7 separate regions of the Mus musculus genome follow, and regions 2, 3, 4, 5, 6 and 7 are each linked to region 1. Evidence: chromatin contacts called from public HiChIP or PLAC-seq and promoter capture Hi-C data. All regions are on one chromosome and are shown on one strand. The core of a region is the stretch at or near the end of the contact, and the rest is flanking DNA. Distances in the headings are between cores, read along the strand shown.

What was found. Promoter capture Hi-C pulls out the DNA fragments that hold promoters and counts their contacts. HiChIP or PLAC-seq counts read pairs in DNA pulled down with a chosen protein or histone mark.
Region 2: a contact with region 1 is called in an H3K27ac HiChIP or PLAC-seq map of neural progenitor cells, with 16 times the contacts expected there. The contact joins the enhancer-like site here to the promoter of Cyp51 in region 1. A contact is called at or near these places in 13 of 39 promoter capture datasets (the 3T3-L1 cell line, 3T3-L1-derived adipocytes, the HPC-7 cell line and 8 more), 5 of 484 Hi-C or Micro-C datasets (cortical neurons, myocytes, stem cell-derived neural stem cells and 1 more), 19 of 115 datasets of contacts at active chromatin or transcription factors (VIP interneurons, acute myeloid leukemia, bone marrow-derived macrophages and 14 more) and 2 of 9 other capture datasets (adipose tissue and liver).
Region 3: a contact with region 1 is called in an H3K4me3 HiChIP or PLAC-seq map of forebrain, with 14 times the contacts expected there. The contact joins the enhancer-like site here to the promoter of Cyp51 in region 1. A contact is called at or near these places in 14 of 39 promoter capture datasets (the 3T3-L1 cell line, 3T3-L1-derived adipocytes, the HPC-7 cell line and 10 more), 1 of 15 datasets of contacts at CTCF or cohesin (the NIH/3T3 cell line), 33 of 484 Hi-C or Micro-C datasets (the AtT-20 cell line, the C2C12 cell line, the HL-1 cell line and 22 more), 28 of 115 datasets of contacts at active chromatin or transcription factors (the NIH/3T3 cell line, SST interneurons, astrocytes and 17 more) and 3 of 9 other capture datasets (adipose tissue, embryonic stem cells and liver).
Region 4: a promoter capture Hi-C map of second pharyngeal arch cranial neural crest shows a contact between it and region 1, with 8 times the contacts expected there. The contact joins the enhancer-like site here to the promoter of Cyp51 in region 1. A contact is called at or near these places in 7 of 39 promoter capture datasets (cranial neural crest, embryonic stem cells, frontonasal cranial neural crest and 4 more), 7 of 115 datasets of contacts at active chromatin or transcription factors (the NIH/3T3 cell line, bone marrow-derived macrophages, embryonic forebrain and 3 more) and 2 of 9 other capture datasets (adipose tissue and embryonic stem cells).
Region 5: a contact with region 1 is called in an H3K4me3 HiChIP or PLAC-seq map of neural tube, with 6 times the contacts expected there. The contact joins the enhancer-like site here to the promoter of Cyp51 in region 1. A contact is called at or near these places in 10 of 39 promoter capture datasets (the 3T3-L1 cell line, cranial neural crest, frontonasal cranial neural crest and 5 more), 1 of 15 datasets of contacts at CTCF or cohesin (the NIH/3T3 cell line), 1 of 484 Hi-C or Micro-C datasets (nephron progenitors), 13 of 115 datasets of contacts at active chromatin or transcription factors (the NIH/3T3 cell line, astrocytes, bone marrow-derived macrophages and 9 more) and 1 of 9 other capture datasets (embryonic trunk).
Region 6: a contact with region 1 is called in a promoter capture Hi-C map of embryonic stem cells, with 2.6 times the contacts expected there. The contact joins the promoter of Cdk6 here to the promoter of Cyp51 in region 1. A contact is called at or near these places in 3 of 39 promoter capture datasets (the C10 cell line, embryonic stem cells and pre-B cells), 10 of 484 Hi-C or Micro-C datasets (B cells, CD4 T cells, CD8 T cells and 2 more), 4 of 115 datasets of contacts at active chromatin or transcription factors (the 230-238 cell line, the SCID.adh cell line, T-cell acute lymphoblastic leukemia and 1 more) and 1 of 9 other capture datasets (liver).
Region 7: a promoter capture Hi-C map of neural stem cells shows a contact between it and region 1. The contact joins the enhancer-like site here to the promoter of Cyp51 in region 1. A contact is called at or near these places in 10 of 39 promoter capture datasets (the 3T3-L1 cell line, cranial neural crest, frontonasal cranial neural crest and 5 more), 1 of 484 Hi-C or Micro-C datasets (embryonic fibroblasts) and 9 of 115 datasets of contacts at active chromatin or transcription factors (astrocytes, bone marrow-derived macrophages, embryonic forebrain and 6 more).

Annotation. Positions count from the first base shown.
Region 1 is chr5:4,103,125-4,106,256 of GRCm38.p6, reverse strand. Cyp51 (cytochrome P450, family 51) reads left to right here and starts at 1,560. Exons shown (of 10, transcript NM_020010.2): 1 at 1,560-2,123. The coding sequence starts at 1,950.
Region 2 is chr5:4,946,554-4,949,685 of GRCm38.p6, reverse strand. It overlaps Cdk14 (cyclin-dependent kinase 14), which reads left to right. Exons shown (of 15, transcript NM_011074.3): 11 at 91-154. Among named protein-coding and RNA genes, the nearest start is that of Fzd1, 190 kb to the right of the region's middle. Within about 2 kb of position 1,460, at least 31 of the 459 cell types and tissues checked have an H3K27ac peak or open chromatin away from gene starts, as enhancers often do. A contact at or near this core is called in cortical neurons, neural progenitor cells and neural stem cells, where this site is marked.
Region 3 is chr5:4,915,687-4,918,818 of GRCm38.p6, reverse strand. The region is part of intron 12 of Cdk14 (cyclin-dependent kinase 14); the gene reads left to right. Among named protein-coding and RNA genes, the nearest start is that of Fzd1, 160 kb to the right of the region's middle. Within about 2 kb of position 1,723, at least 31 of the 459 cell types and tissues checked have an H3K27ac peak or open chromatin away from gene starts, as enhancers often do. A contact at or near this core is called in cerebellum, cerebral cortex, cortical neurons and 2 more, where this site is marked.
Region 4 is chr5:4,892,447-4,895,578 of GRCm38.p6, reverse strand. Cdk14 (cyclin-dependent kinase 14) reads left to right here. Exons shown (of 15, transcript NM_011074.3): 13 at 1,412-1,551. Among named protein-coding and RNA genes, the nearest start is that of Fzd1, 140 kb to the right of the region's middle. Within about 2 kb of position 1,493, at least 20 of the 459 cell types and tissues checked have an H3K27ac peak or open chromatin away from gene starts, as enhancers often do. A contact at or near this core is called in second pharyngeal arch cranial neural crest, where this site is marked.
Region 5 is chr5:4,868,540-4,871,671 of GRCm38.p6, reverse strand. All of the region lies in intron 14 of Cdk14 (cyclin-dependent kinase 14), which reads left to right. Among named protein-coding and RNA genes, the nearest start is that of Fzd1, 110 kb to the right of the region's middle. Within about 2 kb of position 1,556, at least 9 of the 459 cell types and tissues checked have an H3K27ac peak or open chromatin away from gene starts, as enhancers often do. A contact at or near this core is called in neural tube, where this site is marked.
Region 6 is chr5:3,342,339-3,345,470 of GRCm38.p6, reverse strand. It overlaps Cdk6 (cyclin-dependent kinase 6), which reads right to left and starts at 1,578. Exons shown (of 8, transcript NM_009873.3): 1 at 1,500-1,578; 2 at 872-1,352. The coding sequence starts at 1,104. Gm36470 (predicted gene, 36470) reads left to right here and starts at 1,912. Exons shown (of 4, transcript NR_168898.1): 1 at 1,912-2,173.
Region 7 is chr5:4,819,734-4,822,865 of GRCm38.p6, reverse strand. All of the region lies in intron 14 of Cdk14 (cyclin-dependent kinase 14), which reads left to right. Among named protein-coding and RNA genes, the nearest start is that of Fzd1, 63 kb to the right of the region's middle. Within about 2 kb of position 1,470, at least 41 of the 459 cell types and tissues checked have an H3K27ac peak or open chromatin away from gene starts, as enhancers often do. A contact at or near this core is called in embryonic forebrain, hippocampal neurons, neural stem cells and 1 more, where this site is marked.

The sequences.
Region 1 (3,132 bases), core at 311-2,810:
TGGATCCCACCTATCAATCCAGCTACAGAGGCTTGTGGACCTCTGTGAGAATGAGGTCAGCCTAGTATACATAGAGGTCCAGGCCTGCCAGAACTGTAACTCAAAAACAGATCAACAGCATCATTTTTTTTTAATAACACTGTACCTTTGATCTTTATTTAAGGGTTTTGATCTTTTAGGATTTCCATATTTGAGATTCCTAGTGTGCAATGTTAAGGCCCACTTGCCCACTGACAGATAACATCCTGGTATTCTGGAGTCTGTTGTTCATGTACTTTCACTTCCGTAGACAAGGTTGGTTGCACCAGCTGCACAGGAGGTGCTTGATGATACACAGGCAGGAGATGCATTGACTGGAAGGATGCTTGTCCCCAGTGGACTAAGGCTGGAAGCACCATAGCTTTGTGGGCTTGGCCTCTACAGGCACCTGTCTAATGTAGCTTGAGGCCATTCTTTGGGAATCATGGGTATGGACCTGGCCAGTGTCCATCTTCCTGGCCAGTATTAAATAAAGCTTTCTTTAATTGGATAATTGTGGAACTGGTCTTTCCCCTAGCAATTTTCAAGTTCAACAATGGCCTGAAGTCACTCCAGTAAGTCAAGACGTAGCACACAAGACAGGCTTAGAAATGAGTGAGCAAAATTCCTGTTGTAGATACTACTGCCAGAAATAAAGAGGCTCTTACCTACAGCAGTGACAATAAAAATGGAGTGTTACAAGATTTTGTGACTGATCTGAGGCAGGAGGATATTGGTATACAGCAGTGTCCATCCTATATAGACTTCCTACTAGGCACTTCCTACATAGGCAGGTGGCAGTCACCCTAGGGAAGAGGTAATGAGTGGGCTTCACTGACTGACTACGATAAAATGTGAGCTCTCTAGGTGGAATTATCTAGACGGTGGCTGGACCATCTTACTCATTCCTGGAGGTGCTTGCAGTTTTGCCAATCACTGCACAATCATCTCCAAACTTAGCAAAAAATCTAGCTCTTAACCCTGGTTAAATAAATAAATGTACCTGCCAAAGATCTGGAAGGAGGGTTAATTTGGAAACATGTCATCAGAGGTGCTTTATTTGTAGTGAGATCAGGGTAACTCCTGCTTCAGATCCAGCTATCAGAACAGGAGTTTGGGGACATCTGCCTCAGTTTACTTTATGGCCTGTATTTATTTTAAAAGACTTGTCTTGGTACAGCAGCACACCAAACAACTATCACTTGCTAGCAATGTGGCCCTACACGAACAACCTGTCAAGCAGATTGTACGGGTGATCCGATGGTCTCACCCTCCAGGTTGCATCTGCAGGAGTGTTTTTTTTTTTTTTCCAAGATTCGTGGTGCAGGGCTCACGAAGGGCTGGTCTCACAAAGCCCAGAGGTGACATCTCCGCGAATAGCCGCAGAGGCGGGCGCCCCACGGAGGGGGCGGTGCCCGGGCCGCCAGCTCTGCTGACGCCACATAGGCCGAGATCACCTCAGCAGCGCGTGGTGCAATCACAGAGCGCCTTCGCCTCTGCCGCTGTCCGCCACCAATCTGGTCCTGAGATCCCTCCGCCAGGCTCGTCCGTGCCCGCTGCCGGGGCCGTGCTCGTTAAGCACGCGGGACCTCGTGGTCTGCGGTTCTCGGGGCGCGATCATTTGTGCAGCCATCACTTTCTTCACCGAGTCCAAGTGCCACGGTAGAGCCTGCTTCCTCAGGTCCCCTCGGTGGCGCAAGAATCCCCGCACCTAGACGGAGGCGTGGCCACCAGAAGCCCCGCCCCGTCTGTGACGTCCTGGTGGCGCGCGAGCTGTCTGTGGGCGTGTGAAGGGCCCGGGCCAGACTAAGCCATCAGGCCGGGGCCGCCTCCCGACTTCTATCTGCCGGCTTCTCCTGCTCCATCTTTTCCGAGAAGCGGTGTGCGACCTCGGCCCCCAGCCTACCGGGCGGATCGAAGCGACGGTCGGGATGGTACTTCTGGGCTTGCTGCAGTCAGGCGGCTGGGTGCTCGGACAGGCGATGGAGCAGGTGACAGGAGGCAACTTGCTTTCCACGCTGCTCATCGCCTGCGCCTTCACTCTCAGCCTCGTCTACCTGTTCCGTCTCGCCGTGGGCCACATGGTCCAGCTGCCCGCTGGAGCGGTACGTGCACCTCGGGGTCCTCAGTCTGTGCCCCGGCTAAGCGGGCGGGCTCGGGGGGCGCTAGCGGTGGCGGGCGCGCGGGAGGCTGGGGTGGCGGCTGCAGACGCCCGTGCCTGATCTTTGCTGTTGTGGTGGTCTTTCTGGTCTCCTTGCTGGAACCTGAACTCGGGGGCTGTGCTGGCCGTCGCCGTTTCTGCTGTGATAGCGGCTTTGAACTTCTGGCTAGGATCCTACTTTGCAGCGTTTGTAGTCAGTGATGGATGTGCAGACTGGAGGCCTTGCTGGATGGATTTGGCTGGTCTGATTGCCTTGGCCATCCATGACTCTTAAGTGCAGAGCACTGTACTGACTTTACTGTTGGTTGTCAGAGGTGTTTGGGCTCTTTGTGAGGGCCTTGATGGCAAGTTAAGGGTAGCTGCATCCCCGGTGGCCATCACTCTTGATACTGCCCTGTGTGTTTAGTATACTGTGGGCTATTGGGCATAACGATGATTAATAGCAGTGTCAGGGAAATTGCAGACAGTTCATAAGTGACTTGAGAGTGTGGGAAGCGCTTTCCTGTGATGCTGTTAAAATACTGTTTCTCTAGTTTAGCGCTACACCAAACCACTAATTTCAAGCCTTCCAAATATAGTTCATGAATACCCTTGTAATCAACATTTGGTAGCTTTGAAAACCATCCCTTCGAAACTGACAATGGGATGTAAAAACTTAACCCAGCGTTAAGTTCCAACCAAGTTGCTTTAAAACTAATCTCTGAACCCAAGGGATCGATAGGCAGTTACTATTTCTTACTTTCATTAGATACATTTCAAAAGCTCACTATCATCATCATCATTTCTGAGATATTTATTATATCCCAGGGTGGCTGTAGAACTTGTTATGTAGCCAAGGCTCACCTTGGCATATCTTCCAGCCTTCACCCCTTGAGTGTGCAGTGCCTTCCTGTGTAGTCATTTCTGTTTTGAGTTCTTTTGAGGCTAAACCTTGTCTAACTATACTGTGTGTG
Region 2 (3,132 bases), core at 211-2,710, 840 kb before region 1:
CATACCATGCAGGGTACTATTTTCTGCACTTGAGAATTCTGAGTGCTTTGGAAAGAATGTCTGTTTTCACAATTTCCTGTTCTTTACTAGGTTCTTGGAACACCGAATGAGGACACGTGGCCTGGAGTTCATTCTTTACCACATTTTAAGCCAGGTATGTTTTATTAACTGTAAATGCTAAGCACTTCCTGTACGTAAAAGGCTACTATATAAATGGCCATGTTCAAGCAACGTGCATCCTTGAAACATCCCAGTAATGGAGTTGTCCTTGTGTTTGCACAATTCCTTAAAATAGAAAAAGTTCACTGCCCCTCTACCATGAGAGAATTTCGCCTCATGAACTATGTTTGATTTCCCAAGATCAGTGGGTCTCAACCTGGGGGTCGAGACCACCTTTAGCAAACCTCTAGCTCCAAAAATATTTACATTACAATTCATAACAGTAGCAAAATTACAGCCAGGAAGTAGCAAGGAAAATAATTTTATAGTTGTGGGTCACCACAATATGAGGGACATTATCAAAGAGTCACATCATTAGGAAGGTTGAGAACCACTGGTCTAGATGAGCTTGTATTCTCTAATAATTTCATTATCAGTTAGACATGCCCCCCTGGTTATAAAAGAAAAATTTATCTAGAGAGATGGCAAAACAATGGTAAAGCATTTGCTGCATTAGTATAAGGACCTGTGTTCAAATTCTTGGCATCCATGAAAGACGCTGGGCATGATGGGACCTGTAGTCCTAATCCTAGTTAAAGAAAGAAAGGCAGGTCCCCAGGAACCTGCTGATTGGTTAAATCTATCTAAATCTGTGAGCTCCAGATTCAGTGAGAGACTCTGTCTCAAAAAATAAGATGAAGAGAAATTGAAGAAGAGACCCAGTATCAATGAAATCACCACACACCCACACACTCCCCGCACACACACACCCTACACAGGAGCAAAATTTAAATTGGAAGACAACTCATACATACCACTACTTTTTATAATACTTATAAAATGTAATAAATTATAAAAAAGAAAACAAATTTTCCTTTCTTCAATTATGCAAATAATATATGGCCAAATGATTTGAGTTCAATGGTAAAAATTCTCCCAATTCTCTGACTGTGTAGCATCTTGTATTTCAATGCAATATATTTAAGTGTAAAACTGGAGGCCTTTGAGGATGTCCTATTTCAAAAATAAGTTGTCACCTCCTCACTCACCAGTAGATGGCAGTCATGAAACTTGAAAATCTGAACAGCTTAATTTTTATTGAAGATATAAAAGATTTGCAGTCAGAAATTGAATAAAACCAGGAAAAATAATTCTCCTGTTGTGTTCCTTTTTGAGTCACAAAACATAATACATGAAATGTAGATTGACCATGGAGTTTCCAGAGGAATTTCAAGGAGGGTCTGGTAGCCACTGCCCTCTCAGAGGCAGAGCCGTGAGTCATTCACTGAGGGAAGCCAAGTGTCTTCTGCGTCTCCTCTGTGGAGACTCCAGGAATAAATTACCAATTCCAAAGAATGACTGAGTTGGGAACTGTTTTTATTCTTCATTATTCTCCTTCTGAAAGTGTACAGTGTGATGAGAATCCTTTTATCTTCTTCAGAAGCCCCAAGGCTCTTTGTACTTTTACTGAAAATTATAAATGAGTTCTATGTTCGGAAAAAGTCTAGAAACATGGCAATTTATTATAATAGATCTTTCTTTTTTAATTAAGCAAGAAGCATCGTGTAGTCAGTGTGCTTATTCCTGGTGGAGCTTTAAGGGGAGAAGATGGCTCTTGTAAGCACCGTGGGCCTTTCAGGCTAGCAATCTTGTTAGGATATGGAATTTTAGGATTCCAAGACACAAAATAGAGGAGCCTGAGAAGCCAGAGTTTAGCTCACTGGCAGAATAATGTCCTAGCATTTACCAAGATAAACAAGCAAATAATGTTTTAAATGAATAAAGTCATATACATAAAGGGCCAAGTAAGATAGTCATTTCACCTACCAAATGCCTAGACTAGAAAATATGAAACAATTTCTCTATTTCTGTGTTCATAGAGCTTATCTTCATCCATACACAGGGAAGTACTTAATGGTTTCCAGAAAGTATAAGACAGATTAACTTAGCAGATTGCAAGCCCCAGGAGCTGGAGAACTATGTATACACTGTACATACCTAACATTCAGAAATTAGTGGTGCTCTGAGTTACACTGACTGCTTACACTCCTCTGGTAGAAATGTATAAATGAGAATAGATATGTTAAATGCTGTGTGAGTGGTGCAGCAGACACGGCAGGCATTATATTGGGTGTCCAGAAGAATAGCACGTCGGGATGGGGTAAGGCTCCAATAACAGAGACATGATGATAAACTGAGAGGAGACTGATCCCTTTTACACAGCCCAGCCAGACCATCAGGGAGTCTTAGTCTCAGACTTCACAGCCTTTATACTCCAAGGGAAGAAAACACAAGGGAAAGGACACTAGCAGTCTAGGGGTCCCCTGTCGCACCCTGCTCCTCACCTTTATATTCTATCCCCAAAGAGAGCTGCAGAGATTCTAAAAGGGGAGGAAAGCTACAAGAGCATACTTTCTTTAATTAAAAAAGAAATTGTGTGCATGTGTGTGTGTGTGTGCTAACTTGCATATATTAGTTCTTTCTTTCCACCATATGGGTTTTAGGGATTGAACTCCAGTCATCAGCCTTGATGGCAAGCGGCTCTACCCACTGAGACATCTCCTTGACTCTTTAACAGAATAAATTTATTCATTTTGAACAATGGAACAATCCCATAGTGCAAAGCTTTCTCTCTGCCCTTTCACCCATCTGCCCACTTCCCCAGAATCCACTGCCCTCCCTGACACGAGGCTCCTTCTCTGATGCATTAGCTGCTTGTGAATATATATTATATTCTTACACAAACTACAGTTGTGTCTTGTTTTTCTCACTAGTGTATCTTACAGATCTCCCCGTGTCACTGTATAGAATTCGCTGGGCTCCCTGTTGTCTCTGATTGCTACAGTTTCCTGCTGCACGGATTTAACCCACTCTAACTGTGCAGATGTGCACTGTCTTCAGTATTGTACTATTAGAAGTATCGATGTGGTAACAGCTACATTTAAGTGGTAAATAGAGAGAGATGGAGTTAAA
Region 3 (3,132 bases), core at 474-2,973, 810 kb before region 1:
TTTCCCTTTGTATATTTATGTTAGGGGCACTCTACTGTTTTTCTTGCTATGGTACCTCACTGGATCATTAAGATTTAAATCAGCACCTTCTCGCGAAGCAGAAAGATCATCTTTCCCACTTTGACACCTTCGAAGTTGACTTAGAATGTACCTAACAAAGCAATATGCTATGAAGTAAGTAGGTTAGAGATGGACATTCCTGGCCAGCAGAGCAATCCAGTGAGGTAAGAACACAGTCTGGACACTAGGGGGAGCAGCTGAGTCAGCCAGATCTAAAAGTCATCCACTCGCACATTTTGTTCAGTCTTGACGACTTTTGTTATAATTCTATTTACTTCAAAGTAGTTGTTTTAATTTATTTAGTGCCTGGAGAGTTCCCTTCATAATATTTCGAAGAAAATTATTCTCTGCATCATTGATTGGCTTTGAGGTAAGGGAGTATGGGGTGGTCAGCTCTAAAGCTGACATTTTGGAATCATATCCTCTCACAATTTGAGGATGGCTGCAATTACCAGCTGCCTGTTTGTGCAGATTTCAGTGCAGCAATAGAAGGATGTGTAGAGCCAGTCTAGTTTCTCACCACATTCTGTTCTCTCGAAAATGTCATTTTCAACCTGTAAGCAAACAGCTGTCATATTTGGTCTTGGACACACATGAGTGGTATGGCTTCAAGGCCCCAGAGCTCCCCTGCTTGTTCAAACACCACTGAAGCAGCTCCTGGGGACATTCGTCTTCATAATAATGACTCATTAGTTTGGGTCCTCAAAGCGTTGTGTGGCTGCGCACCAGGCACATCCAGGGAAGTCCCTAGGAGTTTGCAAACAGGGAGTGCTGAGAAGAAATGGGAGATGATCAAATAGTGAGAGATACTGTGTGGGCCCTGGACCGTGTCCTAGAACGCCCAAACCCAGATAGAATTGGATTGTGTGAAAACATACGGTTGGGGCCAGTTCTGTGATAAAGAGAACTAGCTGAAGGGTTTTCCAATTACTGATCAGTAATAGCAATATGAAAACAGGGTGAGAGGCGAGTGATCAATGCAATTGAAAAATTATGGCTTGGGAAATATCCCCCTGTGAGTCCTGTGAAAGGAGTCCAATTGTGGTATACTTAGAAATAGCCAGGTTTTATTTGTTCTTATCACATCTTTGGGTAGAAAGATCTCTTTCAAATTTGACATCCTTCTCAGCCTGGGCTTTCATGCAGCAGAGAGCAGGACAGAGTGGAAACCTGGTTACAGTCCTCGATGGAAGAAGAAGATGTTTCAGGATTCTGAGCACAGTCTTCCAGCTCACGCCTTCCTTGAGCATTACTGGGGACTTTCCTGTTGTAGGAGGAAAGTTGGATTCACAGCTAAGTACAAGGGGATGGCTCTGCCAGTCACCCACTCACTTCCTGCAAGTCAGCCTTCTTAGCTCCTCTGCGGGCTCTCACTGCCCTGAGGGACTTAGACCCTGATTTTATTTTGTGTCATAGCCAGATTTCTTCTCCCCTTTTGGGGGGTAGCAAAAACCCATTGTCATTAACGGTTCCTGGGGGTGGTTGAGGGCAGGCCCCATGCCGTTGGCTGTATGTCAGGTGACAGGTTTTGTTCTTCTGATGGACAGGAAATAGCTATCTTCTCTCTTGCTAATTGGCAGTTTGTGCCAGGCTTGGGAGTTGGCAACAGTCATTGTTTTTCATCCTTTGGATTACATTTTGGCCTCTTCATCCAAAAGTACACTGGCTTCTGGTGTGGTTAATGCCGTCCTTCTGCTGGGCAGCTCATTAAGGACGAGCACCCAGCAGTAGTGTCTGAAGCTCCCAGAGCTCCCGGGGGCAGGTAGGCTGCCAGGAGAGGCCTTTCCTGAGCTGTGTCCTGAGCAGATTCCAGCAGGGCTGCTCTGCTTCTGCCAGCATGAAGTGGCAATTGCATTCTTTGACCAAGGTACCAATGGACTAAGAATGTTGTCTAAAATTGTGATCCCACCCTTCTGGGAGGCAGCACTCTGAATGTCTGCAGCACAGAAGGCAGAGTCACATGCAGACTAGGTTTCTCTCTGTGTTCCAGCGTGAGTAGCCTTGGTCAGTGGTAAAGTCCAGCCACCGTGGAAAGTAACATATTGACAGCCTTGAGGCAATGAGTAATAAACAGGGCATCATAGGAAGCCATTCTGTTTACATGGCGGTAAAGGATTCCCTATGTAGTCATGAGCCGTGGGTGAGGCAGAGCAAGCCCAGCCCGCGCTAGCTCAGATATAATCCACTTTGCCTGCTTCAGAGAAGATATGCTCAAAATTATGCATGAGGGAGGAATCACTGTCTGTTCTTAGCACAGAGTTTTAGAAGAGATTATGCTCAGGAAGCCTGGTAATAACTGAAAGTTTGGCTTGACATTTCTAATACAGACATCAGCAGTACCCACTGTGGGAGCCACTAGATTGTCTGCATGGAGAGCTCAACTTCAACTCAATTTGAATTTGCTTGACTGATATGTAAAGAGTCACATGTAGCTAGTGGCGACCATATTCAGTAACACAGTTGTAAATCCATATGTGAAGTATTTGCTTATCGAATGTATACCAGGCTTATACAAGCATGGGCATAATGTCTAAGAGACATTGCATTTTACACCTAGATGTCTGGAGATCTTCCTTGGTATACGTGTGTGTGTGTGTGTGTGTGTGTGTGTGTGTGTGTAAGCCAATATACTATATATACACTATATATACATATATATACATATATAGTATTACCAAGTATATACTTATATTGTATATTTATAAATGTAGAGCGTGTGTGCATATATATAAAATGTCTATACTGATAAACACTCTGAGAAGGCTGTAGCTCTTGAGTATAATAAGTCTGCAGAGGAAGAGTATCAAAGAGAATGGAGAAGACAACCCTCTCCCACCTCTCCCACCTCTTCCGACTGCAGGCGCCATGCCGTTCCCTCCTGAGCGGCTCTGCCTCTTGCCGGTATCTCTTGCTTTCTCCTCCGTGTGTTCTCTGTCTCTGTCCTCTGTTGGGAACTGGCAGGGGTTAGACTCACAGCTCTCTCCCCTTGCTGAGCTCCCTGAAGGATTCACCTCTCTGCTGTTGTTCTAATCCCCTTGATCTTCCTTCACTACGCTCAGAAAATATGGCAGA
Region 4 (3,132 bases), core at 244-2,743, 790 kb before region 1:
ATTTGTAAGCATGAGAGGTCTTGAGACAGGAAGGGATAGTGTTGGTGACCTAGACCCCTCTGTAAGGGAGAGAAGAAGGGCTTTGAAAACGACTCCTTTTCCTGTGGACAGATGTCTCTTAGACAAAGACACTTAAAGCCAGTCCTGGGATCTGTCTGTAAATGAAAGAGACAAGTGAAGCAAACATCCATTGCAGCAATGGATCCATCCATTCATGACACCTTGTGATGGGAAGATGTAAAGCTCCACTTTTGTGTCTGCCTGAGTGCATCGGCTCCTTTCCCCTTCCACAGCCCCCTCCTAGAAGCCTTCCCTTCCCACTACAAAAATGTGAGAGTGTGGAGTTGGAGGCTGAGGCTAATGGTGTGCTTAGCACCTTCAAGGCTTTTGAAATTACTGGCGGAGCAGCTTGGCCCCAAGCCCCAGCCCTGTCTGGCTGCCTCTGGGAGTTGGTAGAGTTAACACTGCTTGCAGAAACAGAGATGTGTGGGTAAACGCCTTTGGAGAACATGGATTGCCTCAATGAGCATTCCACTGCCATTCCCTACCTATTTTCTATACCACCAAATGGGGGTAATTCCCTGGTTGGACTCTTATAGAGGGGGTGCCATTCATCAGTGTTGTGTTAATTTTCCATGTCTGATTGCTCTGACCAGCGGAATAGTTTCCATGAAAAGCAAAACTGGGAAGACCAGGCATGGCTGCCACCCAATGGAAAGCTGATACCACATCAAAGGGTTTGCTTCTATCCGTTTCTCCTATAATCTTGCGACACATACCCTCTATCTACTGTTGTTTTAAAGGTCATCTTGAATTGATTGAGCCCCGTATCATTTAAGCATATCTGTTTGTTAACCTGGATGCCGGTATCAGAATGGCTGGCATTTGGCAGGACAGTTGCTTCGGTATTTTTATTTTATTATTATTTAAGGCAAGAAAATATAAATTCTTTGAGGGAAAGTAATTTTAGTAACCGGAGAATTTAATAACTTAATAACAGCTCTATTTTAATTCCCCTAGTTATTCGGTATTAATTTCCTATAAATGCATCCATATGTGTATGCCATACAAAGAGTCCATGAATGAATGCTGGCAACTATTTGATAAACTGTCATCTATAATTTTCTACTTCTGAACTTACTTTCATCCATTCTGAAATAATCAGTACTTTGCTTACAGTCAAAATATTTTAAGTCAACAATCCTTAGCATATCTAGAGAAAAGGACATTTTAGGATAACACACAGTGGAAGGGTGCATGTGCCTTCAGTTTGTTTATTTCAGCAGGTAATTTAAGTTGTTTCCCTGGCCAGACATAAACTGAAGTACATAAGATGTGGCATGAGCCTTAAGTCGTACTTAGTGACTGTCTCCTTCGGTCTGATGTTTTCTCTGTTTTTGCTTGTTTTCAGGCTCAGCTATGTAAATCATGCTGAAGACTTGGCCTCCAAGCTTCTCCAGTGTTCCCCAAAGAACAGGCTATCAGCACAGGCCGCCTTGAGCCATGAGTATTTCAGCGATCTGCCTCCACGGCTATGGGAGCTGACTGATAGTGAGTAGGACTCCAGCATCCAATCGGAGCCCTTGGTCATCAATGTGTAGTATGCATGTAGATAGATGGGCTCATTCATGTTGCATAAACATAAGGTTGTGTGTTTGTGTGTATGCATTCTGTGTGGGTGGGTGTGTGTGTGAGAGAGAGATGAGAGAGAGAGAGAGAGAGAGAGAGAGAGAGGAAGAGAGAGAGAGGAAAAGAGAGGAGAGAGAGAGAGAGAGAGAGAGAGAGAGAGGATTCAATCGCTCAAGCCAGAAGGGGAATTGTGTGTATATATATTTATTGGAGTCCTGCCATTCAATTGCTAGCTTACCAGACACAGAAAGAAAATGGATTCATTTTTTGCTATCTCTCCTCTGCAGTCGGCAGCTGCGCGTCTTTGTATTTGATTATGTGTGTGTCCAAAAAAATGATCTGAGCAGTCATAAAGGAAAATATGATTTACATATTTAGTGCTTTCTGCATACAGTACTATTTTAACTGGCTGCAGTACACAGAGGAAAAATGATTCATTTCTGTTTGATTTTCAGAGACCATCTTGGTTGTAACAATAACCTTCAAAAGCACTGCTAGGCAGTGAACTGAGGACCCGAACTGGCAATTGGCAAATACACTGAATTGACATGTAAGAGCTGAAGACATGGAATTCATTTTAGCTACACATGTTCTTGGTATTTGTACAGACAGCTCTTCTCTAGATCTTTTTAAAACAAAACACATTCCTGGGTGGGTTTTTGTTTTGTTTTTACAAAAGTACTCATATTTACACAGGCTTTTTCAATTACATTTAAAGTATTTGGGGAAGGATTTATGGCTGGGAGGATCTCAGCTTTCTTCCCAAGTGTGAAGCAGAATTCTTGTGAAATTTTGAAAAACATTGTGGCAGCAGTAGGAATATTTTTATTCAGTGGTGATATGTTCCAAAGACCCGTTAGAGATATTTCATATTTCCTGATTGCCTTAAAAATAGCATACGGCATAGATAGATAAATATTTATAAGGCATTTATTAATTCTTATGCATACATCACTTATAGTAGACAGGAAGTTACTTCCTTTGTCTCTGGAATTTATGACTCCCCTGCAGCATTGGATTCTCCATAGCAACAGTCAGCCACCCTTTCTTTGGATCCAAATCCTAAGTAACAACTCCCCTGAGTCTTCTTAACCTAACTTTTCTTTTTCTATCTCACACTTACGTGTGCTTCTTGCCCCTCCCCGCCAAGGTAGCTATGGGTGTATTAACCTGATGCTTTCCTTATGCATTCAAACCCTCATTAATATCTTAAGCATTCCCAGCCTATATTTCCTTTATCATCTATCTTACTTCCTTTCTAAAGGTCGATCCTTGATTATAACAGTGATTCCAAACTTTAAAGGAAAGTACAAGACTTAAATTTATAGGGGAGAGGAAAAAAAAAAAGGAACGGATCATACCTCTCCCTGTGCTGGAAAAGACGAAAGGGAGGCAGGGCCCACTGTGTTACAGCCCGCTGCAATCAAAAACGGGGCTTGTTTTCCCTATGCAGTGTAGCTTCCACCTTGACCTCCTTGGCGACAGCTCAATGCTATCTGACTT
Region 5 (3,132 bases), core at 307-2,806, 770 kb before region 1:
CTTTGTGACACACTAGAGTTTGGATTTTAATGTATTTATTTGTGACAAGACCAACTGGACTGAGCAGATGGCAGTGTGTCCAGAAAGGCCTGTCTTCTTGATTATTCAAGGGGACAAAAATTAAATAGATTTTGGCTGATGGAAAGTCTTTCAAGTAAATAATATTTGTATCACCCAACCTCATCTTAAATGTCTCCTGATGGTGGTGGAGTTGGTCTGCCTACAAGAACATGAACAGTCTTAAATGGACAACCACCTACTTGCCAGGACCTGAAACTTAGCAAGTGGCCAGAAATTTAGATTTATGAACTAATTTCTGTCTTGTCTGAATGTTAAAGAGGCACGAAGTCATTGTCTTTTGATTTTACCAGTTATTTGTAATAGAGATTGAGAGTTAATTTTGAGAAGAATCAACATTAAGGAAATGAATTTGTAGGAATCTTTACCCAGCAATCTAACACAGGCTTCTTACATGGCTCTTTTACATAAATATAGTCATGATGTGCGTATCTCTCTCTCTCTCTCTCTCTCTCTCTCTCTCTCTCTCTCTCTCTCCCTCTCCCTCTCCCTCTCCCTCTCTCTCTCTCTCTCTCTCTCTCTCTCTCTCTCTCTCTCTGTGTGTATGCATGAGTATGTTGAGTATGTGTGCATTCGTGTGTGTTTGTGTGTATTTTGGGTGTGCTATATGCTTCTGTATTTCTGCCAACAACACTACTTTGTGTCACTTTAAACTCCCTTTTACCTTCTTTGTGATTTTCTACAGGTCGTCCCAGTGTTCAGTATGTCTACCTTTGAACTGCCTGTTTTCCTATAGTTTCCGGTTTCCCACTTCATTCCACCTTTTCATTTACAATGTTCCCAAGGAGGAGCAGAAAAAGAAAATGGGGTGGGCGCAAGGGGTGAGAGGGTGTGTACAGTTGGCGGGAAGAGGCTGCTCAGGGGCGTAGGTTGAAATGAGAGGTGTGATGAATGCTGCACTCCTTAGCTCCTAGCACAAGGCCCATACACCTCAGGATTTATGCATGGAATAGTTAACTAGGACCAAATGAGCCTCTTCTAGAGGCTGTGGCATGCCAGGGATCTGCCTGTCAGAGGTTTGAAAGATGCTGAGTTGGAGGGCTGATCTCCTGTTGGGCAGTGGAGGGTCAGCTGGGGGAGTTAGGCAGAGAAAAGCTATCTCAGTAAGAACAGCCTCAAACAGGGGGCCTGTGTAGCATTTGCATACTTTCCCTGCAAAGGAAGTTTAATCCAAAGAAAGGAGATTTTAGTATTGTGGTTTGGGCTTTGTTCAGGTTGAAGAGCAGGGGTAAATCAGCAGAAGAGGCCTTTCTCAAAGCCGTGGGCTCAGCCTTGGGGTTGTTCCGTGAAGTTTATGTTCTTGAGGGCTGTTTGCACACTATTGTCTGTTTGAAGACCCTCTAAACCCAAAGGCCTCAAAGTATCCTCTTCTGCCAGCACAAAAGAAGGAAATTTGTGTGGTGAAAATGGCTCCAGTTGCCGCCTGAACCCAAGCCCCCTTTGTTCTTATGCAGAGTACTCTGAAGCCCGGAAGACTGAATGGGCCAGACCCCAGACCTGTCACCTCTCCACTGCCCACAAACAAGGCAAAACCAACCCACACTTAAGTCTTTCCTTGCCAGCATAAAGAAGTCTCAGCTCATTTGCCAAAAACATGTTCCCCTCCTTAAACTATGTGACAGATAAAAAAGCAGTTTTTGATTAGCGTGGGTCATTTGTTTCCTTATGGTATCTGCTGAACTTGTGGGGTTCACATCCAGCCTGGGCCAACAGTCTGAGCCGCTCTGCAATGCAGTTTTCCCTATAGGCAGCCCACCTTGTCTTTCATCTGGTGCAATGGGCCTGTGGCTTGAGCCCACATCCAGGTTTCCGAATGCTGTCTTCCTTTTGAAGCTAGGCTGTGCTGTGTGGGATCCAGTGGTCTGTTCTTTACTGGAGGTATGTGTTAAGTGTCTCCATCTACACATGCGGAATGAGGTGTCTGTATCTGAGGTACCTTCCCAGACCAAGCGTCCACAGGAAAATATGTACTAAAAACATAGTATTCTGATAATATTCTGAGCTTTTTTTTTTCAGCCAGTGTATTCGTTTGCAGGGGTAGTATGAGCAGCTGTGATTGCCTTTTAAATTAATGATTTTCCACACAGAGCTTAAAGAATAAGTAAAAAAAAAAAAAAAATCCAGTATCTTCCTTTGCATGCATACATGTGGGTGTGCTTGTAAAGTTTACAATATATAAACTGAACTTGTAACTGATCAAGTAGGATAGACAATAAAACTTTACACTGGAAGTCAGAAAAAATAGATGCTTTGTTTTATAGCACCAAATGTAGCTTGAGTCTTTACAAAAGCTATTGTTTTATCAGTTTCTTTTTGTAGTCATTTATCTTTGGGCTAGACTTGGATTCACTTTAAACGTTCTTGGAAGATCATATAGGAACAAAAACTGAAAATCATGAGACTGTTTCTGTATCTGTGAGAAAAGAAAATGTCTGTCTGACTTCCACACTCGAGGCAGAACTGGTGACATGTGAAGAGATTCACAGAAGCCAGCTTCTAGGAGCGAAGCTATGGACTCGGTGGCAGGGAACCCAGGTACCTTTTATCAGGAAGACCCTGGCTAGCAGCTTCTGCTGCTGTTCTGAGGCTTGTGCAAAGCATCTTAGGTGAGGCCAGGAGGTAAGACATTGGCAGTGGCCAGTGGGAGCTTTCTGAAGTTGTAAGTGGGAGGGTGAATCAGTGCTTGCAACTTTGCTAACTATGTCAGTTTGGGTTATGGTGGGATGCTGTGTCTGATCTTAGTGAGCCCTTTTTGCTGGAAGTGGCTCATTTGTCTCCTGCTTTGCATTTCCCTGTGAGAAGCTTGTCAGAATTGGGGGGGACTTGAATTGGGGGGACTCTGTTGCTGAGCTTGCTGAGCGAGCAAGGCATGTGCTCTCTTTCCCACCAGGAAGGTCAGGCCGCTGGGGGCCAATCTGTTTTCTAAAATGAACCCTCCTGTCTGTCCCTGGTGTCTGACAGATTGAAACAGTTGTCTGTGTGGCTGCCCTTTCAACGGTGCTTAAATGTGTTGCTTTCTGGGAAAAACACGCAGGCTGTGTTAAAGAAAAGGAA
Region 6 (3,132 bases), core at 329-2,828, 760 kb after region 1:
GAGAAAAGGCACAATGGGGAAATCCCAGCATCTTCGAGAAAACACCATTATCTTCAGTCACAGGAGACTGGGTTAGGAATGCCTCCCCCACCCACCTGCACAACTCTTCCAGGGAAAACAGAGGCTTTAAAATCTAAAGCACAGACTCACATCTAACCAATGAGAGAGGCATTCTAAGTCAGATCATACCAGTCCACAGATACTAAATGATACAATCAGAAAACCCTTTGAGAAGCAATCGCCCTCCACCCTACCACCCACTCTCCCTCCCTTTCTTTTCTCAGACAGGGTCTTTTGTAGCTCAGGAGGGTCTTGAACTCTGGATCTTCCTGGTTCAGTGTTCCCAGTACCCAGCCTTGAAAGACATTTTTCAAACAATGTTTAACACTAGGTGTCAGAGTCTAAACTTCTGAACTTCTAAGACCATCAGAAACCATTCTACAACTATAAAAAAAAAGTCACCACTGTGGGTTTGATTGGCAAACACATTCTTACACATTTCTTAAACTTTATTTACATTATGCTCCACCCTTAAAGTTTCCTTCTAATTATCTGCAAGCTGGATAACTATCTCACTCTGTCTCTCAAAAATCCCCCCACCGACGGGGAAAGTTAAGTAAGGGCTGGAGGGATTGTCTGGTTTTGTCCCTAAAAGACACCCAACGCCCCCCCGGAACCCTTGGGGCACGCAGAGCGAAAGCTCTTCAGAATAGCTTGGCTGCCCGGAAGCCACCGCAGGTCTCTTTTTCTGCCCTGTCTAACAGAGTCACCGGTTTTATCTGGGGAAACTCAACTCTTAACTTTAGTTGGGCCACCAGCCGCCCCTTGCCCAGCACCTTCCCGGACCCCATAGCCAGGGCTCCCGGCTCACCTGACCACGTTGGGGTGCTCGAAGGTCTCCAGGTGCCTCAGCACCGCCACCTCGCGGATGGTGGAGAGCGGCATGCCCTCCTCACTGGTCTGCACTCGCACGCGCTTCAGAGCCACGAAGCGGCCGCCGTTCTTCAGGTCGCGGGCCTTGAACACCTTCCCATAGGCGCCTTCGCCGATCTCCGCCACGCACTCATACTGCTGATCGGCGCGACTCAGGCTGTCCTTCTCCATGCTGGCTTCAGGCTGCGGGTGCGGCACAGTGGAACCGGGGTGCTCACTCGCTGCCTTACACGCCTCGGGGAGTCGGACTCGCGGCCGCCGGGCTAGACGGACCGACCTTCTCGCCCGCGGGTGCAAGCCGGGCGCAGCCGCTGCGAAACTCCGCCTAGCCGAGTCGCCGCGCCGCCGCCGCAGGAGAGCGCCGATCCCTCCTCTTCCCCCTCCGCAGCGATTACATAGTCTGCCCACAATCTCTGCACCTAGGAGGAGGAGACCGGAGGACAAGGAGAAAGTGTGATCAGACTGCCCGGGAGACTTCCACAGGGTTCCACCAGCTCCTCTCCTCCTCCCTCTACTCGCACTGGTTGCCTAATCGGGCCGGGTTTCTCGGAGAAAAACCAAGTTACTTTTCTTCCACAGCAGGGCTCGTGCAGTCTTCACGAAGGAGAGGTTGCTGGGGCCCCTCGGGGATGAGCGCAGCGCGGGACGCAGCGGGACGAGAGGGGGCGTGCCGAGCAGCCCAGAGTGTGCCCGGAGCGCGGGGGAGGGGAGGCGCCGGGCGCGTCAATGTCACGGCTCAATATTTATACCTATATTATTGTTCTCCGCTGCCCTCCCTGACTCCAGGGGCCTGGTCGTGCAGGGTATGGGGCGACCTGGGGGAGTTCGGAAGCTGGCGTAAAAGCACCGGGGGTTCACCCACGTGGGGCCGCAGAACGGGGTTGGGGCTCCTAGAACCCTGTAACCCGATGCTGCGAGTATGCGAGTAGGGGTGGTCAGACATCTGCTCGGAAATTGCTTCCTTTCTTTTCTACTTTCAGTTTTTCTACAGGGAGACATTTGAAAGGGACTCGCTCTCACAAATGGTCTTTGGGGTATGGCAAGCTTAGTGGGAGACGAAATTCTGCCTCCGATTCGGAGGACCTCCCTGGTGGAAACTCAGCGAGGACAGACCATCTGGTAGGGGAGGGCTGGGGCTACTAGAGGTGGGAGAGCGAGGGGTCCTGGAAGGGGAGTAGTGTCGTGCTCCCCACCTCACACATACACAAACACAAAGATCCGAAGGATGTGGGAAAGGAAGGTACGTCACACTTTCACTCGTCCTGTCCTGAAAAAGTAACTTCGGGACTTTGCTAGCTAATCGGGACTGGTCCTTAAGTTTTCAAGCCGTGCAAAAGCAACCGCCCTTACGACGGTGGGGGTAGGGGGCAGTAAACGTAGGTCTCCCCGGTGTGAGAAGGGGCTGCCCTTGTGTCGAGACTTCCGAATCCCCGCCCGGTATCCTGGGCGGCTGAATGTCGGTAGCTGAGACAGTCGCTCTGTTCTCCAAAGGCCAGAGGCTAGGTCCCACGCGCGCGGTCGGGCGCCCCCTCCCCGTTCTGTTGTTTAGGGATGACCGAGTGAGCCTTCCCGTCCCACAGCGGCCTTAGTCTGGGCTGGACCTTGTTCCACCACAGCCGCGTGTCCGGAACGGTCTGCATGCGTTTACCTGCCCCGTACCCATCCCCCCCACCACCACGCTCTTCTGCCTGGTATTAAAGAACACATGGAGCGACCCCCACTGGATGCCAGCATAGCACCGCCCGGCCAAGGCAGGGCCACTCCCCGTTCCTTTGAGAGCTTTCCTAAAAAGCTGCGGAAAGGACCCTCCAGCCCTCACCCGGGGGTCCGAGCCAGGTCGAGGGCCACACAGGTAGCGGGAGCAACGGCCTTGGCGCCCGCCCTCCCCCTCTGCCGGTGTCCAGCCTAGGCTCCAGGAGGGGGCAGCCGTCCCACCCCCGCGGGCCTACACCCCCCGGACCGGAGCGGCGGTGCCTAGCCCCCTCCCCTCCTCCACTTTTTCGTAGTTGTTGTTGCTTTCCCACGCTGGCTGAATGTGACTTGACCCCATTTCAAAAAAGTTTGACATAGCGCTTCAACATTTCCGCATTCCTCCGCGACTACAAAGGCTGCAGCCGCCTCCTTCTGCTTTCTGTCTCTGATCTCTGTCTTAGCACTCAATGAAATCCTTCATGAGCCTCTCCCGAAGCCTTGCCAAAC
Region 7 (3,132 bases), core at 221-2,720, 720 kb before region 1:
AGTTCAGACTCTATAGGTTTGGATATGAGTAGCAAATGCTTTATGGTCAAGAGATTATTATGACACAGGGGTACCATTAGCGTAACAGCCCTCCAGAGAGTGCTCACAGTTGTCTCTTTTGTCAGGGTCAGTAGTATTTGTGCAATTTCATTGAAGGTTCTTCTAATATAAAGGCATGCTTTCTGTTGTTTCTGAAGCAATCTCAATTTCTTTGTCTGGTTGCTCAGAGAACACCCCCGCCCCCCATAGTAATGCCTTATCTCACTTCAAACACCATGTCTACTGAAAGGTCTAGGGAAAGGCCACCATTTTTCTCCTTCACATTTTACCCAACATACACCAGAGCCTAAAAACCAACCTTATTAGAATTGCTCTTGCTAACAAAGTTCTGATCGAGACCAATTTAGCTTTATTATATTAGTCAAAACATATGTGTTTTATATCTTGTTTGGGCAAAGGTACTCAAAAAATTGATTATGAGAATTCTATTGACTGTCCTGCTAAAATATGGGAGGTGAGTATTTAAAAAATGAAAGTGTATTTCTGAGCTGGTATTTCAGGCCCATACTCATTTCTGTGACAGCATGCAGGGCACCTGACTCCAGAATTCGCCAAAGGAATGAAACCAAACTGGCTCACTAGAGCTCATTGGATGTACCCTCTTTTCAATCAATAGACTTTATACAATATGCTGTCTGTTTAATCATTATTTCTAAAGGGAACTGGGGTGATTTCCCCCTGTGATAACATGAAACAACCAAGCAAGTAGGTTCTTTTTCTTTAATTCCAAATGACACCCGGGATAGAACAGCCAGAGCTTTTGAAAAGGACTTAACAGGAAGTCAGGAGACGTGATAGGTGCTTAGGGTGCAGTTTTAATGCCAGCAGACTGGAAAACAAACAGCACAACCCAGACAAGACGTGGCTTTGTTCTTTAGCATCTGTGTGAAGAGGAAATAAGATCTCTCTGGGATGTGCTCCCCACTCACAGGTGTAAAAGAGAAAATGTCACATTCCTGCCCTGCTGCGTTGTGTGGGGTGCTGGTGCGGGGCAAGGCGAAGGGGCACCGCATCGCCTCCCGTCGTAGAAGCTGCATCCACTGAATGCTCTTGGTGCTTTTGTTTCAGTCTACCGCAGTGGATAGTATAAAAGCATGAAGTAGCCCTTAATCCCGCGAGCCTGGAGCTCACTGGCTCCTCACTGCATTCTCCAGCTCTGTTGTTAGTGGAACTGAGACACTGACCCCAGGCCGGCAACCCCTGTTCTTTGCTCTGGCACTAAACCCACTGAGTTGTTGGCATGTCTATTGTTTTACACCAGGAGGAAACCAACTGTGTTAATGCGAATGTCTTAGTCGTCAGACATCACAGGCTCCACATTTTTAATGAGCTGCAACTTCTTGTGAACCTAGAAGAGTGACAGAGTGGCGATGTTTGCTAATTTAGTACAGTTGCTCTTTCCAGGGTTTGGTGGCATTTCAGAACGCCAAGTGCTGCAATTAGAAAGTCTGTCTGAGGTTGTGTGTTAATCAAAGACAGCTGATCATGTCTGAATTATAAAGGATAGCAAAGCAATAAAGATTGTGTTATTCTTACATTTCTTCCTTTTGACTTTATAGAAAGACGGGAGTGAACAAGCTATTTACCAAGCACCTAATACATCTTCTCGGGGCATGAAATTCTCCAAATTGTCCCCAGGGCTAGGTCTTTAAAATTATGGTCCTTAGAAGGGAGCTTAATTTCTATGTCTTCATTCATCCCTCACGCTGAATACTCCTCATGGGTAAAATAAAACATTTCAGCATTTAGTGTTATGAAACCCAGTACTTAGCAATTGCAGTAGTCGCTGGAAGAAGCAGCTGAAGTCCCTGATTTTATGGTAGCTTAAAGAGGACATGGGTTGCTTACTACGCTTGTGGCAGGACCTCAAGAATTCAGAACTGTGAGGTGCACACGTCTTTCCCTGGGTTGGGTCATAAGACTTTCCTGCTCAAAGCACTGTTTCACTACACATAGCATAAAGTCTAACTCCTTTAAGAGCTTCTACTCAGCCACCCTGGTCAGCCTCTCAGCTTTCTTGCCTCCATGTGCATCCACAAGCTGACGTGTGAACACCCTCCTCCAACACCAACATCAGCCACTTGCTGCTTCTGGGTCATTGGCTGGGCAAAGTGAACCCTTTCCCCTTGTCTACATGTTGCGTTTGGAGTTACCTTTCTTTCTTTCCTTGTTTTTTTTTTTTTTTTTTTTTTTTTTTTAGACTTATTTAATGCATATGAGTACACTGTAGCTGTAAAGACGGTTGTGAGCCTTCATGTAATTGTTGGGAATTGAATTTGTAGGCTTGCTCCAGTTGGCCCCGCTCACTCGAGCCCAAGGATTTAATTATTATAATACATAAGTACACTGTAGTTGTCTTCAGATGCACCAGAAGAAGGCGTCAGATTTTCTAGTGAGCCACCATGTGGTTGCTGGGATTTGAACTCAGGACCTTCATAAGAGGAGTTGGGGCTCTTAACCACTGAGCCATCTCTTCAGCCCCCTCCTTGCTATTTTTTATGTGTATGTGTGGCATCCCTGAGTGTGTATATGTGTTCACATGTGTACACATGTGTGGGTACACAGATGTCTGCACATGCAGATGTTATCATAAGTTGCTCTCCACTTTACTTTAACTGAGGCAGGGCCTCACATTGAACCCAGAGCTTGCCAGTTTCAGCTGCTCAGTAAGATCTCAAATCCAGGCCTAGTACTTGCACAGCAAGCATTTTATCTTCTGTGCTATCTCTTCATCCTCTGGAGTTGCCTTCTGACTCAAAATTCTTCTCCATTGTGTCAGCAGTTGTGGAGTAATGCTTACACATCCCATTTTGACTAGGGGATCATTGTTCTGGTAACACGCTCGAGCTCTTAAAGTACCATACAGCTCTGATACATGTTTGGTGGTCTTCAAAAAGCAACCCAGTCCTGACTGGCCCTGTTTGACTGTGTCCTGTAACATAAAATACTCCAATTGCTAATTCCCACGGAGGCTGCCTAACAACTACCTTGCATCATTTCTAGAAATGTGGTCTTCTACTTCTCATGTTAGTGTGTGTATATGGTTCAAATCACCATTGGGGCCTTGCCTTA